Regions from separate parts of the Mus musculus genome. Here all the other regions are linked to region 1. Evidence: chromatin contacts called from public ChIA-PET and promoter capture Hi-C data. All regions are on one chromosome and are shown on one strand. The core of a region is the stretch at or near the end of the contact, and the rest is flanking DNA. Distances in the headings are between cores, read along the strand shown. Region 1 holds the start of Mib2 (mindbomb E3 ubiquitin protein ligase 2). Region 2 holds the start of 9430015G10Rik (RIKEN cDNA 9430015G10 gene). Region 3 overlaps Prkcz (protein kinase C, zeta). Region 4 holds the start of Ube2j2 (ubiquitin-conjugating enzyme E2J 2). Region 5 holds the start of Cfap74 (cilia and flagella associated protein 74).

Region 1 (2,815 bases), core at 137-2,636:
CTGGATTGTCTGAAGACAGCTACAGTGTACTTACATATAATAAATAAATGAATCTTTAAAAAAAAATTAAGTCATGTTATAGTATAAAAGTTAGCAGATTGCCTTTATTCAAATGAATAAAACTACATGACATAGAGAGGATTCAGGACTCGAGTATATCTCCCTATACCTCTGGTGGTGTCGGAGATACTGTTGAATTGAAAAATGTCTAACAAAACTGGTTCATCAGAGGCCCCTACTAGGCAGGTGGATGTCCTAGATGCTAGTAGAATCAAACAAGAATGTCAACTGAAGACACAGAGGCCAGGAAACCAGATCTACCCTGCACCAAGACATCTGCTGGGGGACATCATTAAGGTTCAGGGGTATCATGGCTACTAATCTCTGGGGAACTCTAGGTACACTGTAGCTTGGGGTTCACCACCCTGCCTAGGGCTGACCTTGGGTGGGATAATGACATTCAGATACTTGTTGCATCAGAAGCAACAGGCCACAGTGGAATATATAGCCAGGAGACATTCTATAAGCAGCCAATCTTGCTCTGTCCCCAAGCCCACTAGCTCCTTAAGAGCCTTCCTGGCATCTCTGCTTTTCTTATTGGTTCTGAACCCAAAGGAGGCAGAAAGGACGATTTCTCACTGCCCAGTCCACTCAAGCACATTTAAACAGAAACACAAACCCTGACACATCAGACGGCATCCTCAAGAGAAACAAACCAAACCCGAACTGTCAAGCGCTCACCTGTCTGGAGGTCCAGTGTCCCCCACCCGCCTTGAGAATCGGGCAGGAGCCCTGATGCTTGGAGACTTGGGACTGGCCTCCGCCGTGCTGACCTTCCTCTCTGAAAGCCCCAGGAGATCCAAACCTATGGCCAGGGGTGCTGAGACGCAGTTAACATCTGAGAAGGGACAGAGGCCGCTGGTCGCCTTAAAAAGCTCCCATGGGTCTGGTGGCTGGGACACGCTGCATCACCCCCACGCACCGAGAACGCGCAACGGGCACGAGCTGGGTCCAGGGGGAGAAGCACCAAAAGCCCGTCGCGCTGAAGGGCCGAGGTCAGCCAACAAAACCGCAGCCCCGTCAGGACGATCAGGACCCCTAGGCCCCGTGCCACCGCCCCCGTCGCTGGGAGGACGCCCGGCCCGGCCCCCCACTTGCCAAGAGTTTCCGCGCTCGTTCGGCCCAGGAATACCCGCCCCTGAGCAGCGCAGAGGCTGACAGTGGAGCCTCGGCTCGCCACCGAGACGCCAGCTGCAGCCCGCCGTCCTCCGCCCCCTAACAGTGTTTAGCAAGGCCGCCTCTCTTGCGCTAGCCCACCAGGGAGCCCCACCACGGCTCCCCGACTACAGTCGCGGGGCGCCGCACAGATTGCCGGGAGCTGTAGTTTGCAGAGCCAGCCCGGGGGCGGGACAGACGACTCCCAGGAGGCTCTGCGCGTGACGCACTATGCTTAGGGTCAGGGGGCGGGGCTTATAGCTACCAAGGCACCCCGAGCATGACGTACACGTCTGGTCTGGTAGCAAAGGGACCGACGGACGCGTTATGCATGGTCAGCGGGAGCTCTGTTTCTCTAAAGAAGAAACTGGAAATGCCTGCGTCTCGGCATTCTTGGAACAGAGAGGGAGCGTTGAAAGGGGATGGGCGCAAAGTCGCACCCGGAAGTGCGTGTGGGCGGAGCCAGCCCTGCACAGGTCTCCTGCGCAGTACTAGTTCCCAGGACGCTCTCTGTTGCCTTGGAGACAGAAGTTTCGGGTGACGTCTTGCCTGAAATGGGTGGGGTTTCCAGAGATGTAGCGAAAACGCATCCAAAGTAATTCTTTTGGCTTTTTTTTTTCTTTTTGAAATAAGGTTTCACTATGTAGCAACGTGTAGCAACATATTGCAACATAGCCTGGGCCTCACTATGTTGATCCTGCTGACCCCGAGCTCATGGAGCCCCACCTGCTTCTGCCTCGAGAGTGCTGGAAATTAAAGCATGCACTACCACACCCTGCACGACTTAATTTATTTTATAATCAGAGTTGCGCCCATCTTTTTTCTTTTGTTTTCCTATCCTCTATCTGGAGCGGGGTGGGAATCAACTCAGACCTACTGAGCAACCCCCTACCCAGCTACTGATTTTAGTCCTACAGGCATAAAGTTAACAAGCAGTCATCCTGGCCTTTGTGTTTATAAACAGTATACTGCCTTGATTTACATGTATTAGACAGTTCTATGAAGTTCCTCAGACCACAACAACATAGTTCTCCAGCAACTCTCCCCACAAGCTTTGCCCCCATGTGCAAGTTACCTCCATATGTATTGTAACTGTCCCCTCACCAGCTTGCTGTCTAGGTGTATTCCACTGCTGCACACTACCACATATGAACCCAGTCTATTCCGGCACAATCGTAATTGTTCTTTGTTCTTTTCTTTACATTTATTTATTTTTGTTGAGGGAGGGGACACCAGTGCCATAAGCTGTAACCTCCCCCAGCCTGAAACAAGCTGATCCAGACCTTGACCTTGAGGCCACTAGGGAGATTACCTGGGGTGGAGCCTTCCTGCCTAGATGGCTCTATTGTTCTGCCACCTGCCACTGCTCCTCCAAGACACTGCTACCTGCTGAGAGGCCGCTGAGATATACCTGAAGAACACCCTATCCTGCAAGTCGCCTACAGGCTGGCTCCAGACACCAGAAATGGACTGGCAGGGGATGGGCCTTCCCTGTTATGAGCACACTCTCTTAGTAAACTGGCGGGCCTTGAACAGAATCATGTCTTGGTCTCCATTAATTTCTCTCGAAGTCTAGTCTCTTTCAGCCCCAGCCTGCCTC
Region 2 (2,815 bases), core at 109-2,608, 440 kb after region 1:
CTTAGATCCACTGGGCCTTAGGGTAGAATTCCAGAGAGGAGTAAATCGCGGTGGTGCAAAGAATGCTGAGTTGTCTGACCAGCTCTACCAGATCAGAGAAACTGAGGTCATGAGGAAGTGAGGAAGGCCTAGCAGAGAGCAGGGTGAAAAAAACAGGACCAAGCCTGACAGATACTCTCTAATCTTTGTTCAAAACAGAGCCCTGGTGCACACAGTTTTGCTCTTTTCCAGGGGCGGTCTAGTGGTTCTACCTCACTTCAGAGAAGATGTAAGCTTTCAAAAAGTACAGTGCCAGGGCTGGTGAGATGGCTCAGTGGGTAAGAGCACTGACTGCTCTTCTGAAAGTCCTGAGTTCAAATCCCAGCAACCACATGGTGACTCACAATCATCCATAATGAGAACTGACGCCCTCTTCTGGGGTGTCTGAGGACAGCTACAGTGTACTTACATATAATAATAAATAAATCTTTAAAAAAAAAAAAAGTACAGTGCCTCCTCCTTGTGTTACTGTGGGGCGTCCATGGAGTTTTAGCTTCTGTGAAGAAGCCTAAGTACCCGAGGCCTCCAAAGTGAGAGGCCGGGGCGATCAGGCAGCCCAGAGACAAGACTCCTCCTAAGCATTCCACTTGGTGACCCCAGAGGCACCATGCTCGGCTTAAGAGTGGGTGTGGCTTCCCATTTGGGAGGAACCAGAGTCCAGCTCCCTAAGCAGACACGCCAAAGATGTATTAGAAAGTCCCGATTTTTACAAAAGAATGAATTTGAACTTTGTCTTCATCTTGAAATGGGGCTAGCCAAATCACGAACTATAGCCAGTTAAATATTTCAAAGGCTACCATAGCCTTGATTGGCAGTTCTGATTCTTTTTTTTTTTTTTTTGAGACAGGGTTTCTCTATATAGCCCTGGCACTCACTTTGTAGACCAGGCTGGCCTCGAACTCAGAAATCCGCCTGTCTCTGCCTTCCAGTGCTGGGATTAAAGGCGTGCGCCCCGACACCCGGCTCCAGCTTTGAATTCTTTTGTGACCCTCTTGGAGCGAGGCGGACGTTACACTCCATAGCCTTGCTTAGAACCAAGGCCGGCCACCTAACAAGGACTACGATGATTGGCCGCCCCTAGAACTATTGGGGAATGTAGTCGTTTCCTTCCCTCCCTAGGCTCAAGTCCTCTTGGACTACATTTCCCAGTCAGCGCTGGGAACGCAAACCCGCTGCCAGGACGGAATCCTGGGTAAACGCACTTGGGCGAAGGGGCCGCTAGGAGTTGTAGTTTTTTTGCCCTCGCCACGGCCTGGGCGGGGGCGGGCCAGAGACTACAAATCCCAGAGACGCTCGCGGGGCGCGCGCAGGGCGGCCGGTACGAAAGGAGCTCGGCTGGCGAGTGGTGAGTGAGGGCCCTGCTCTGGCGGAGGTGGCGGCTGCAGCGACGCCGTAAAGGCCGCGGGTAGCGCAGACTCTGGGACTCTGAGACTAATGCAGGGCCTAGCGGGGCAGCGCCTCCCTCGCTGCCTGCCATCTTGTCAGTGAGGAGGCGGTACGGACGGAGCCGGGAGTGGAGCGTGGTGGATGGAGGGACGGGGAGGTTGCAGGGGACATGGACCGCGAGCTGCACGGAGGTGGAGGACGTGGGAGATGGGTTGGTGTCGTGAAGGGGGCGAGGTCCTCCCGCGGGATGTGCTCTTCTTGAGGACTTTGCCGTGAGAGCCACTATATCAGCGAGTTACACATCCTCCCGCGTTTCGGCGCATTAAATGTAAAGGTGTCGAACTTAGCCCAGTATTTTGTTTTTTTATTGTTTTGGGAAAGGGGTTGGCCATGTAACCCCTGCCGTTGTCTCGTAATCTTGTTGGGTTTTCTTAGTCTCACTGCAGTGTACAAAGAAGGCAAAACTGTTTTTTTTTGTTTGTTTGTTTGTTTGTTTTGTTTTGTTTTTAATTTGTGGGTTTGTGGTGCTGTGTGTGGCCGAGGTGGGGTGGGGGCAGGATTTGAATCTGGGGCTTTCTCACATTTTGCTTCTCCTCTACAATAAATCCCGCAAGAAAGTCATGGGTTGGCTTCACCAGGTTGAGCCAGGTTACAAACATAGTTTGGTAACTACGTTAAGAGCTAGACAATAATTTGAGTCCGTTTTTATTTTTAGAAGCTCGTAGAAGGAACTACAGATCTGAATTATGCAGATAGTTTCTTTCTCCACCCCCCCCCATCCCCCCTTCCTTTTCTTTCTTTTTTTGAGACAGGTTGGCCTGGAACTCATTCTGTAGACTAGGCTGGGATTAAAGGCATGTGGCCCCGTAACTCGGCTAATAGTTTCTTTTCTTGACTTCCATATCCTGGCCTTAATAATCTTCCCCAAAACAAAGCAAGCACATATCTTGATGAGTTTAACTCATCTTAGGTGAGCTCTTTTGTCCACTAGCAGCATCTGTCACAACCTTTCGGAACTGGCTTGCATTTGTTCATGTTAATTTGGATCTATAAGGTAACTCATTAAAAGAACATTGCTACCAGGCAATGGTGGCACACATTCCCAGCACCTCGGAGGCAGAGGCAGGCAAATCTCTTGAGTTCCAGGCTCCAGGATAGTGGGTAAGAACAGGTATTCAACAATGCTACTCCTTGTGTAGCTACCTAATGATGAGAATCTATCTCAAAAGAAAATCAGCTTGAAAGACATCATCTACTACATAGTTTGAGACCAGCCTGAAATACATAAGACTGCACACACATGCACAGTGGTCTGTAATCCCATGCTTGTAACCCTAGCACTTTGGGAGGCAGGGGCAGGAGTTGAAGACCAACCTGGTCTACATAGTGA
Region 3 (2,815 bases), core at 107-2,606, 350 kb before region 1:
CAGAAGTGGCAGTGTAACGGCCAGGTCCAGAGCACTGAAACCCCTAGGTCACAGCAGCAAGCATTCTACTACCACCTCGAGGATCAGGCTCCATTTTGCCGGCTGAGTGGAACGATGTGGTAGCACCTGCAGCAGCTTCAGACACTTTCATCGAACTGACCAGAAGTTGTTCTAGGGCCAGGAGTGGAGACCCGATGTTGGAAATTAACACCTGCCATCTCTCAGCTGTGACTTGTATCTGTCCTTGGATGCAGCTTTATTTATCATGTCAAGCCTGAGGCACATCTGGAGTGTGCCCTACTGGGAATGGTGCAAATACCTACCTACCTACTACCCTCCCTAGCCCACCCCACACACATGCAAAGTGTTGGAAAAGGAGATCGGAATTTGCTGCCTGTGTACCTGCACTTACCACAGCCCTGCCCTCTGTCAGTCAGGATGCTGCTGGAGACACAGTGTCAAAACTACTCGCTGTTTGTTCCAACCTCTGTGATGACCTGCATAGTGTAATTCTGCATGCCTATAGCAAGTTAATTTTTCTCCCAGCCCAAATGCTACAGTACGTAAGTAATATCTGTAGAAATAGCAGCTTCCAGCATAGAAGCCCCTGTCCAGCCCACAAGCGAGCCTGGCCCATGAACATCCAGTTTCGGGGAGAGTTCAGCACCCCAGGAACCTGTTTTGAACAATCCTGGGACTACATGGTAACTTGGTTAGGGATTGTGATCACAGCAGGGTCAGGGTGGACTTGCCTGACATCCGCAGCCCCTCTCCCCTCTTACTGTGGAAATGAGCAGATTCCCATGTGCCCACCACCCCATTCTGTACCCCAAGTGTAGCTAGCTGCCCCACAGCCACTATTTCAACATCGCAGGTCTGGTTTTACTTTGGAATTATTGTGAAGTGCCTTGGGGGTAGATGACCCCAAGCACTGGGGACAAGTTTTAATTAAAGACTGGCTTGGGGCTGGGCACTTTTACACATTGTTTCACTTGAGCCTTAGGAATCCCAATCAATTAAGTTATTTGTGTTCACACATGAGGCTCAGAGTACAAAGGTTATTTGCCCAAGGTCAGAGTGTGCAGAAGTAGGGTCAGCCAGACAGGGGCACTCCTATTCTTAGCTGCTTGGCAGCAGCTACTTTGAATAAAAATCAGCCTCTGATGTCATCAGAACACTGAGACCTAAGATGCTGTCCTGTACCTCCTGGGCACACTGAGTCCAACACCACCAGATTGGATAAGAGAGACAAAGCCAAATAGGTGAGATAAGGATAGAGAGCCATAATACTGCCCTCAGAGACAGTCGCAGAGACAGACTCATGGCCACCATAGCTCCGTTAGGCAAGTGCTCTGGGAGGCAGGAGTCTAAAGGCCAGAGATTCGGTCCAGGTGAAGTCTCACTCTGGCCTCTCTGACTTGGATGCCCCTTCCCCTGACAATATTTACTCAGGGAACTCCAGGCAGTGGACCAAGCCCTGGCCACAGCCATAACTGTCAGGCAATAAATAAATACTCTCACTAGATCAAAGAGAAGGACCACAAGAACATAGGAGAAGGTTCAGTTGGGTGCAATGGAACATGTGGAATATTCCTTGATTGTCAACTTGATGTGATTTAGAATCTCTTGATGATTCTAAATGACATGATTTAGGTTGGAAACAAACCTCTGGGCACATCTGTGAGGGATTTCCTAAGTTAGGCTGAGGTAGGAAGACTTACCCCAAATGTGGGCAGCATCATTCAGTAGGCTAAGGTCCTGGAGAGAGTGGACTGAGTTGCAGGCAGCGGTCTGACGCTCTCCCTTTCCTGACCTGATACAATGTGACCAGCTGCTTCAGGTTCCTGCTTGACTGGATACAATGTGACCAGCTGCCTTAGGTTCCTGTCGCTACATTTTCCCAAATATGACACAGTGTTCTCTCAAACTGGGAGCCAATGTACACTGTCCTTCCATCAGTTGCTTTCTTGGGGTGTTTTTCTACAATACAAACGACTAATATGCAAATGCTGCAGTGATACTGGGGATCTAGGCACTTGCTCTGGGTACCGTGGGGCCTAGGAGAGGACCATCAATCAGCTGGCCCATGAGTCCACGTCTCAAGCAAAATCACAAGTCACAATCTTCCTTGTTTGTGTGCCCAGTAATGACAGCAGAGTAGAAATCTGACTGGAGTTCCAGGAAAAAGCTGTGGCTTTGGGAGCCCTAGCAGGGTAGGCATGGCCGGCTGTCCTGGTATGCTAAGTGCAGACACAAGTAAACAGAGATTTAATAAAAATGCACACTGGGGAGAGAAACAGATAACCTCAAAGAGAAACAGGGACCTCAAGCTATCTCCAGGTCAAGGTCATAGCTTTAGGTTTAAGTAGGGCAGGGGCAAAAGACACGTATAATTAAGCTGTTCTGGTGGGGTGTGGTCTGGCTGATCATTATCTTGGTTCTGACTCGGCAAGGTGAGGATGGAGAAGTTCTTGTTGCTTGAGGGGAGCAGTCTGGCTCACGTGAGACAGTCTCCTGCTCCAGGCGCAGACTCACATCTTGGATAATTGCTCTCACCTCAGGGGCAGTCCTTCCTCGTGACTGTGGGGTTGGGAGGATGACCGGAGAACTCTGGAAATCTTTTTAGAGCTAGGATAGCACATTGCAAAAGCTGACAGTGACATGCCTCCGCTGCTCTCTGAGCCTTCAGCCCGAAAGGGCATAAGCTAGGTTAGGTGTTCCCATCTCCACAGCCAACTTCTCTTGAAGTATTCTACATACGTGTAAGTTAAAGGCAAAGAAGTCAGGTGTGAGGTGAAGGCAGCCACCAGGCTTT
Region 4 (2,815 bases), core at 119-2,618, 270 kb after region 1:
CACAAATTGACTTGCTAAAGATGCCTTTTTTTTTTTTTTTCCAAGACAGGGTTTCTCTGTGTAGCCCTGGCTGTCCTGGAACTCACCTTGTAGACTGAACTCAGAAATCCGCCTGCCTCTGCCTTCCCAGTGCTGGGATCAAAGGCATGCGCCACCACCGCCCGGGTCTAAAAATGCCTGTTGTGTAACAATATATAGGCTTTGCAATGTGGATTCTGGATTCAGTCCTGCAAAGGCTGAGCCTCCTGCTGCTAAGAATCCTTAATTCATCCTGCAGTGTCTCTCTTCCAGTGTGTTGTAACCCGGAATACTGACACCTACCACATCTGACTTGGCTTTCTGGAACCTGTACACAGAGTTCACAGGCAAATGAAGGGAAGGTGCTGGGTCAAGGACGCAGGGTGTGTGTGTGTGTGTGTGTGTGTGTGTGTGTGTGTGTGTGTGTGTGTGATGTTATCTCACCAACATAAGAACAAACTTTAGCATTCGATTCTAGGAATGCAACAGTGAGGCAGCAGTGTGTGCAGGGAGAGCTGGAGAAGTCTGGATCTCTATCAGCCTCCTCAGCCCAGATTCTCCAGCTGTCAGGGCCCAAACTAGTATTTAGAACATCCCTACTGGCAGCCTCCTGTCTCAGCACCAGCCAGATAGTCTGGCCAAAAGACCAAGCTGTACCGCCTCCCCTCCCCAGGGCCAGGAAGGAGGCGGAGGGAGAGGGGAAACCCGTCTTAGAGCAATGTCCTCGAGCATAAAGATGGTATTCAAGAACTGATTGGGAAACTTGGTGCGGAAACACAGGGACTCTTTTTATGAGGACGGCTGTTCCCGGGGCTGGGGGTCTGCCGCGGGCTTGGAGTGCGGGATACGCCTATGCCCATCATTGGCTCCGTACACGGGGATCTTCGTGGCTATAGGGGCAGCGAGGGAGAACTGAGTGAACCTCCAGCTCGGAATTTAACTGTGTTTAGAGCAGACAAGAGTGCATCCTGGGCCAGAAGGTGGCCGGTGGCCCTAATTCGTTGTGAACTCATGGGTCATCTTTTCTCTGGGGCTGGCCTCCCTGACTGGCCCTGATTTGGGGTCGGGAGCACTGCGGGATTTCTGCAGCCACTTACTGGTTCCTGGAGTGCCGGCCAGACAGTACGAAGTCTTGGGAGTGTCTAGCCCAGTTTCCCGACACAGGAGCCACAACCCCCTCCCCCGAGCTATTCTCTAGTGCGCACGCGTCAGCAACCCTTTGCGCAGTAGCCGGACACAACCATTAGCCAAAAACCCGAGACTGACCTGAGCCAGCTAGGAACTGACAGTGGAGCCTCCACCAAGCTGCCTAGCGGAGCGCTTCCACCCGCGGACAGCGCACCGGAAGCGGAAGCGGAAGCGGGCCTAGGCCGTCCCCGGAGCGGCCATCTTGGAGGCTGAGCGGCGGTAGCGGCGGCGAGGCTGCTTGCGGCGGGTGCGGTGGGCCGAGTCCCAGCGCGGGTGCGGCTCACGGCGCGGGCCCCACTCTTCCGCACCCTGCTCTGGCCTCGACCACGGCGAACCTGAACGCGGCCGCGGCCTCAGGGAGAGGTGAGCGCTCGCGGGCTGCGCGGGGCCTCGGGCCGCTCGTTCGCCCCGCCGGAGCCGGCTGCAGCGGCGGGCGGGGACGCGGGGACGCCACACGTCGGGTCCCGTTGGTTACGTCGCCGGCTGTGCCCGGACCCGAGGTCGGTTACTGAGGGCGCTCGGGGTTCCTGTCGGGGGCGGGTTAGGGGTTTTGTTTGCCGCGCGGCGGATTCTCTCACGGACGCTCGGAAGACTCCGAGGAGGAGCCAGGTTTGATCTTTAAAAAAACGTATCCCGTGAGTTTGTTGTGGGGTGGTAGCCGTTGAGTGGCCCCCTTTCATCGCGATCAGTTAGAACCCCAGGCTGCTTAATAGACCCCAACAGGGGCGAGCGTGTCCGCGGTTACGCCCTTGAGGGTAATGCAACAAAACCTTGGGCAGTAAGAGTGGGGCTTGGGCCCGTTTCGGGGGTCGGGGTGAGGACGGCCGATGCTTATTCTCCACCTCTGCTAACTGCGGACTCTCAGCCAGTGACCTCACTTCCTTCTTAGTGGACATCATCACTTAGCTGTGTGTTTAACCTCAGTCAAGCTCTCAACGTCATCAGATCCAGATAGACCAGGAAGAGAAAAGAGCAGAGTTCACTGTAAGCTAACAAGTGCATAAGAATGTACCTTTCTGCAAGTAGTGATACAGGGCTTTATTCATGGCCAGGTGTGTGTAATGGGGGGGGAAAAAGGATTTTAGGATTGTATTTCATTATAAAGTCCCGCGTATGATCTTCAGCCGGAGATAGGTCTAGGTTCCTAGAACTTGGAGTCAGTCCTCTGCAACATCATTGTCTTCCTGTACTCGGCGTCAGTTCAGTTCTCGGTGTGTGTGAGAAAGTGGTGCTAAGGCTGTTTATTGTGAGCTTCTGGCTTCCTTCAGCCCGTGGAGTAATCCTGGAGAAGGTAAAACTCCCTGAAAATCCTGGCCTTGGGTGTGTCATGTGCCCTTCTGACCATCTGTCAGGCCAAGGTCTTAATTCCCCACCGTCACCTAACCTGTGTGGAGTGTTGTGGGAGAGAGATGTCCAAAAGGAAAAAGAACTACCACCTTGGCACGGTGATGAGGGACTGACAAGAGACTCTTCTGCTGCCAGTGAGTGGCTGCTTCTGTCACCTTCCATCCCCTAGGAGAGTCACGAAAGATACTGCTGTTCCGATTGAGGCAGACGAGGAGCAGATAGGGCAGCAGATAGTGAATCATAAGTATGGTGTTATATGCTT
Region 5 (2,815 bases), core at 116-2,615, 260 kb before region 1:
GAAGAAGAAGAAGAAGAAGAAGAAGAAGAAGAAGAAGAAGAAGAAGAAGAAGAAGAAGAAGAAGAAGAAGAAGAAGAAGAATTGAACTGAGAAATCCTTTGGTTCTTGATTCCCAACTGGCATATTGAGATAAAAGTGGAAGGGAGCCGGGCATGGTAGCATACGCCTTTAATCCCAGCACTTGGGAGGCAGAGGCAGGTGGATTTCTGAGTTCGAGGCCAGCCTGGTCTACAGAGTGAGTTCCAGGACAGCCAGGGCTGCACAGAGAAACCCTGTCTCAAAAAACAAAACAAAACAAAAAAAGTGGAAGGGAGGCAAACCTAATGTATACCTGACAGGCTTGGCCAGCCTAACAGAGGAGTATAGTATACCCCAGAGAAAATTACATGTGTTAGTCAGAGTTTTGTCCCTGTAAACAAATATTTGAGGCAACGTGAAAGAGAAGACCAATTTATTCACTTATTTTACTATAGTGGGGATTATACTTCATACCACAAATATTAGTATTGGATATGGTTACTTCACAACCCTCTCTGCTCAGCCATATACCAGGGTCAACCCAGAGTAGGAGGCCCAGTTCACATTCTCCCTCAGCTAAAGGTTACAAACCAACTGGCTATCTTTCCCAAATTGCTTTACTAGGACATCCGGCTTCCATACACAAAGCTCTAAACTTATAGAACACCTGGGTTCGATCCCCAGCCACACACACACCTATACAGTATTGCAGTGGTATTTCACAGGCAAAGTATCTGAAGGGAGTGCAGAGGTACCCCCCACCAATCTCCACTGACATTTCCACAGGCTCTGTATTATTTTGAGGACTTCTTAACGCTGAAGGTTCTCCATCTCCAAGACAAAACTACAGGAGTTGCCAGTCATCCCTGCGACTCTGAGGAAAGGGAACATGTCCTGTCCACTGTTGAGCCCACCTCCTGCCCGGACTAGTGACCACGCCAACTTAAACGACCAAAAACAATCCAAAGAGTCCTGTGAGTTATCCAGAGGAGTCAGATGTCACCACCTAGAGGGCACAACACAGGCTGCAAAGCCCTGGGAGAGCCAGAATTCAGATCCAAGAGACGCAGGAGATCCTAACTTCTGCGTAAATGGTCTTTTAAGTAAGCAGTTGACCCAAGTTTCAACTGGCTTTAGACAAGTTCTCGAGCACCTGCCCCAGTCTCCAGGAGAATCGTCTGGGCAACAGTCAGCTTTGACTCTGCCCTCCGCGATGCTCGTCCCACTTTACCCCCGCTGTTGCACTACGCCTGCGCACAAGCTCTCCCTCCGCAGCCTCAGCCCCGCCCGCTACCCCAAAGCAGCCTTCCGTTGCCATGGAGCTGCGCGCCCAAACTACGCAGCCTCAGACCCACGGTGGCTGGGGGCAGTCGGGCCGTTAAGAGGCCATGGTCTAGCGGCTTAAGGAACTGATTCTGCGGGGGCCAGTGCTGAGGAACCGTCGCCGAGGATCTGTTTCTGGGAGGCGACCTAGTTACTGGACCACTTTCTAGGGGTCATTTGTGAGGAGCTGTTGCTAAGGGGCAGTCGCCAGGGACCATTCTTGAGAGGTTGTTGCTGCTGAGGGACCACCACCGAGGAGCCGTTCCTGAGGAGGTTTGCCAACAGTGCAGCCCACTCTTGGGGGACCTTTGCTGAAGTCTCATCGCTGAGGGACATCACTGGGCTGCCCAGAGAGGTGGGTACTGGCGACTTCAGCCTTGGGGCTGCACTGAGGATGCGCTGAACAAGGGGTAACTTTTCTGCGTGGACACGTGGCGGTGAGTCACGTGGTTACCACAGCCTATGAAGCGTCAGCATCAATCCTGCTGGTGAAGAGCCAGGCATCAGTCTGAGAGCTGAAAGTAAGAGTCACCTCCCGCTGTTCCAGCCTGGCTTTAAATACAAAACCCTTCATTGCAAGTGGATAGGCCTCCTTAGCTTGATTTTTCCATAAAATGACTCCCTTATCTGGGTAAAAATGCTTAGCAAAATACACCCTGAATGAAGGTGTGCTGTGGGCCAAGTAATGAGTGGACTAGTAAGTAATGTGAGCTAGGTAATGAGTAGACTGCTCAGGTATTCATTGATGAATATTGTCTTCAAACAAATGATGCCTACCTTCTTGTGTACAATTTAAGAACTGATTATCAAACAATTTATCAAAAGCCCACCCAAGCCAATAAATAGAATCTTGTCTTCACCCATAACATAGTACCCTCCTCTCCTGGTTAACTATGAACAAACCCGTGATTCTCACTTCTCCTCGTGTGTAACCGCACACCTTTGCTTATCTTAGATTAGAAATTTATTCCTGAACAGTAGTTTTTGTTAATGGTTTGATTGGTTTTTGAGAAAGGGTTTTTCTGTATGGTCCTGGTTGTCCTGGAACTTGCTCTGCAGACCAGGCTGGCCTCAAACTCAGAGATGTACCTACGTCTGCTTCCCGAGTGCTGGGACTAAAAGGCCTGTGCCACCACACCCAGCTTGAAGCCCTCCCCTTCTTGTCTTTAAAATAAATAAGACGAGCTTCAAGACTGACAGAATACATTTCTGTTGTGTAAAGAATTCAAGTTGGAGCACTTTGTTATGGCAACCCTGGAAAACTCCTGTGACAAGTGAGAGTTTCTGCAGCCCTCTCTAAGGAGAGGGCTGTCCTCTCAGAAGAAAAGATAGAACAGGCAGTACAGTGGCCCCAGGGACACCCAACGTCCCAATCCTCCGAACCAGTAAAAACATAACGTTCCATGGCTAAGAGGAACTGAGGCGGCCCATCAGCTTCCTTTGAGATGGAAGAACTATCTTGGGTCATCTCATT

The links. Promoter capture Hi-C pulls out the DNA fragments that hold promoters and counts their contacts. ChIA-PET counts read pairs in DNA pulled down with a chosen protein or histone mark. Capture Hi-C pulls out chosen DNA fragments and counts their contacts.
Region 2: a contact with region 1 is called in a promoter capture Hi-C map of liver, with 7 times the contacts expected there. The contact joins the promoter of 9430015G10Rik here to the promoter of Mib2 in region 1. A contact is called at or near these places in 5 of 39 promoter capture datasets (cranial neural crest, erythroid cells, liver and 2 more), 2 of 115 datasets of contacts at active chromatin or transcription factors (embryonic stem cells and memory CD8 T cells) and 1 of 9 other capture datasets (adipose tissue).
Region 3: a promoter capture Hi-C map of liver shows a contact between it and region 1, with 4 times the contacts expected there. The contact joins the enhancer-like site here to the promoter of Mib2 in region 1. A contact is called at or near these places in 5 of 39 promoter capture datasets (the C10 cell line, cranial neural crest, hippocampal neurons and 2 more), 1 of 484 Hi-C or Micro-C datasets (cerebellum) and 1 of 115 datasets of contacts at active chromatin or transcription factors (embryonic stem cells).
Region 4: an RNA polymerase II ChIA-PET map of memory CD8 T cells shows a contact between it and region 1, with 59 read pairs. The contact joins the promoter of Ube2j2 here to the promoter of Mib2 in region 1. A contact is called at or near these places in 3 of 39 promoter capture datasets (liver, pre-B cells and stem cell-derived epiblast-like cells), 1 of 484 Hi-C or Micro-C datasets (embryonic stem cells), 2 of 115 datasets of contacts at active chromatin or transcription factors (effector CD8 T cells and memory CD8 T cells) and 1 of 9 other capture datasets (adipose tissue).
Region 5: a promoter capture Hi-C map of adipose tissue shows a contact between it and region 1. The contact joins the promoter of Cfap74 here to the promoter of Mib2 in region 1. A contact is called at or near these places in 7 of 39 promoter capture datasets (the 3T3-L1 cell line, the C10 cell line, cranial neural crest and 3 more), 1 of 115 datasets of contacts at active chromatin or transcription factors (memory CD8 T cells) and 2 of 9 other capture datasets (adipose tissue and pancreatic islet).

The regions. Positions count from the first base shown.
Region 1 is chr4:155,667,833-155,670,647 of GRCm38.p6, forward strand. It overlaps Mib2 (mindbomb E3 ubiquitin protein ligase 2), which reads right to left and starts at 1,387. Exons shown (of 20, transcript NM_001369164.1): 1 at 742-1,387.
Region 2 is chr4:156,108,640-156,111,454 of GRCm38.p6, forward strand. 9430015G10Rik (RIKEN cDNA 9430015G10 gene) reads left to right here and starts at 1,359. Exons shown (of 10, transcript NM_177205.1): 1 at 1,359-1,534.
Region 3 is chr4:155,322,170-155,324,984 of GRCm38.p6, forward strand. The region is part of intron 4 of Prkcz (protein kinase C, zeta); the gene reads right to left. Among named protein-coding and RNA genes, the nearest start is that of Prkcz, 38 kb to the right of the region's middle. Within about 2 kb of position 1,357, at least 12 of the 459 cell types and tissues checked have an H3K27ac peak or open chromatin away from gene starts, as enhancers often do. A contact at or near this core is called in liver, where this site is marked.
Region 4 is chr4:155,942,445-155,945,259 of GRCm38.p6, forward strand. Ube2j2 (ubiquitin-conjugating enzyme E2J 2) reads left to right here and starts at 1,369. Exons shown (of 8, transcript NM_021402.6): 1 at 1,369-1,706.
Region 5 is chr4:155,407,875-155,410,689 of GRCm38.p6, forward strand. It overlaps Cfap74 (cilia and flagella associated protein 74), which reads left to right and starts at 1,366. Exons shown (of 39, transcript NM_001368738.1): 1 at 1,366-1,696. The region is part of intron 2 of 5830444B04Rik (RIKEN cDNA 5830444B04 gene); the gene reads right to left.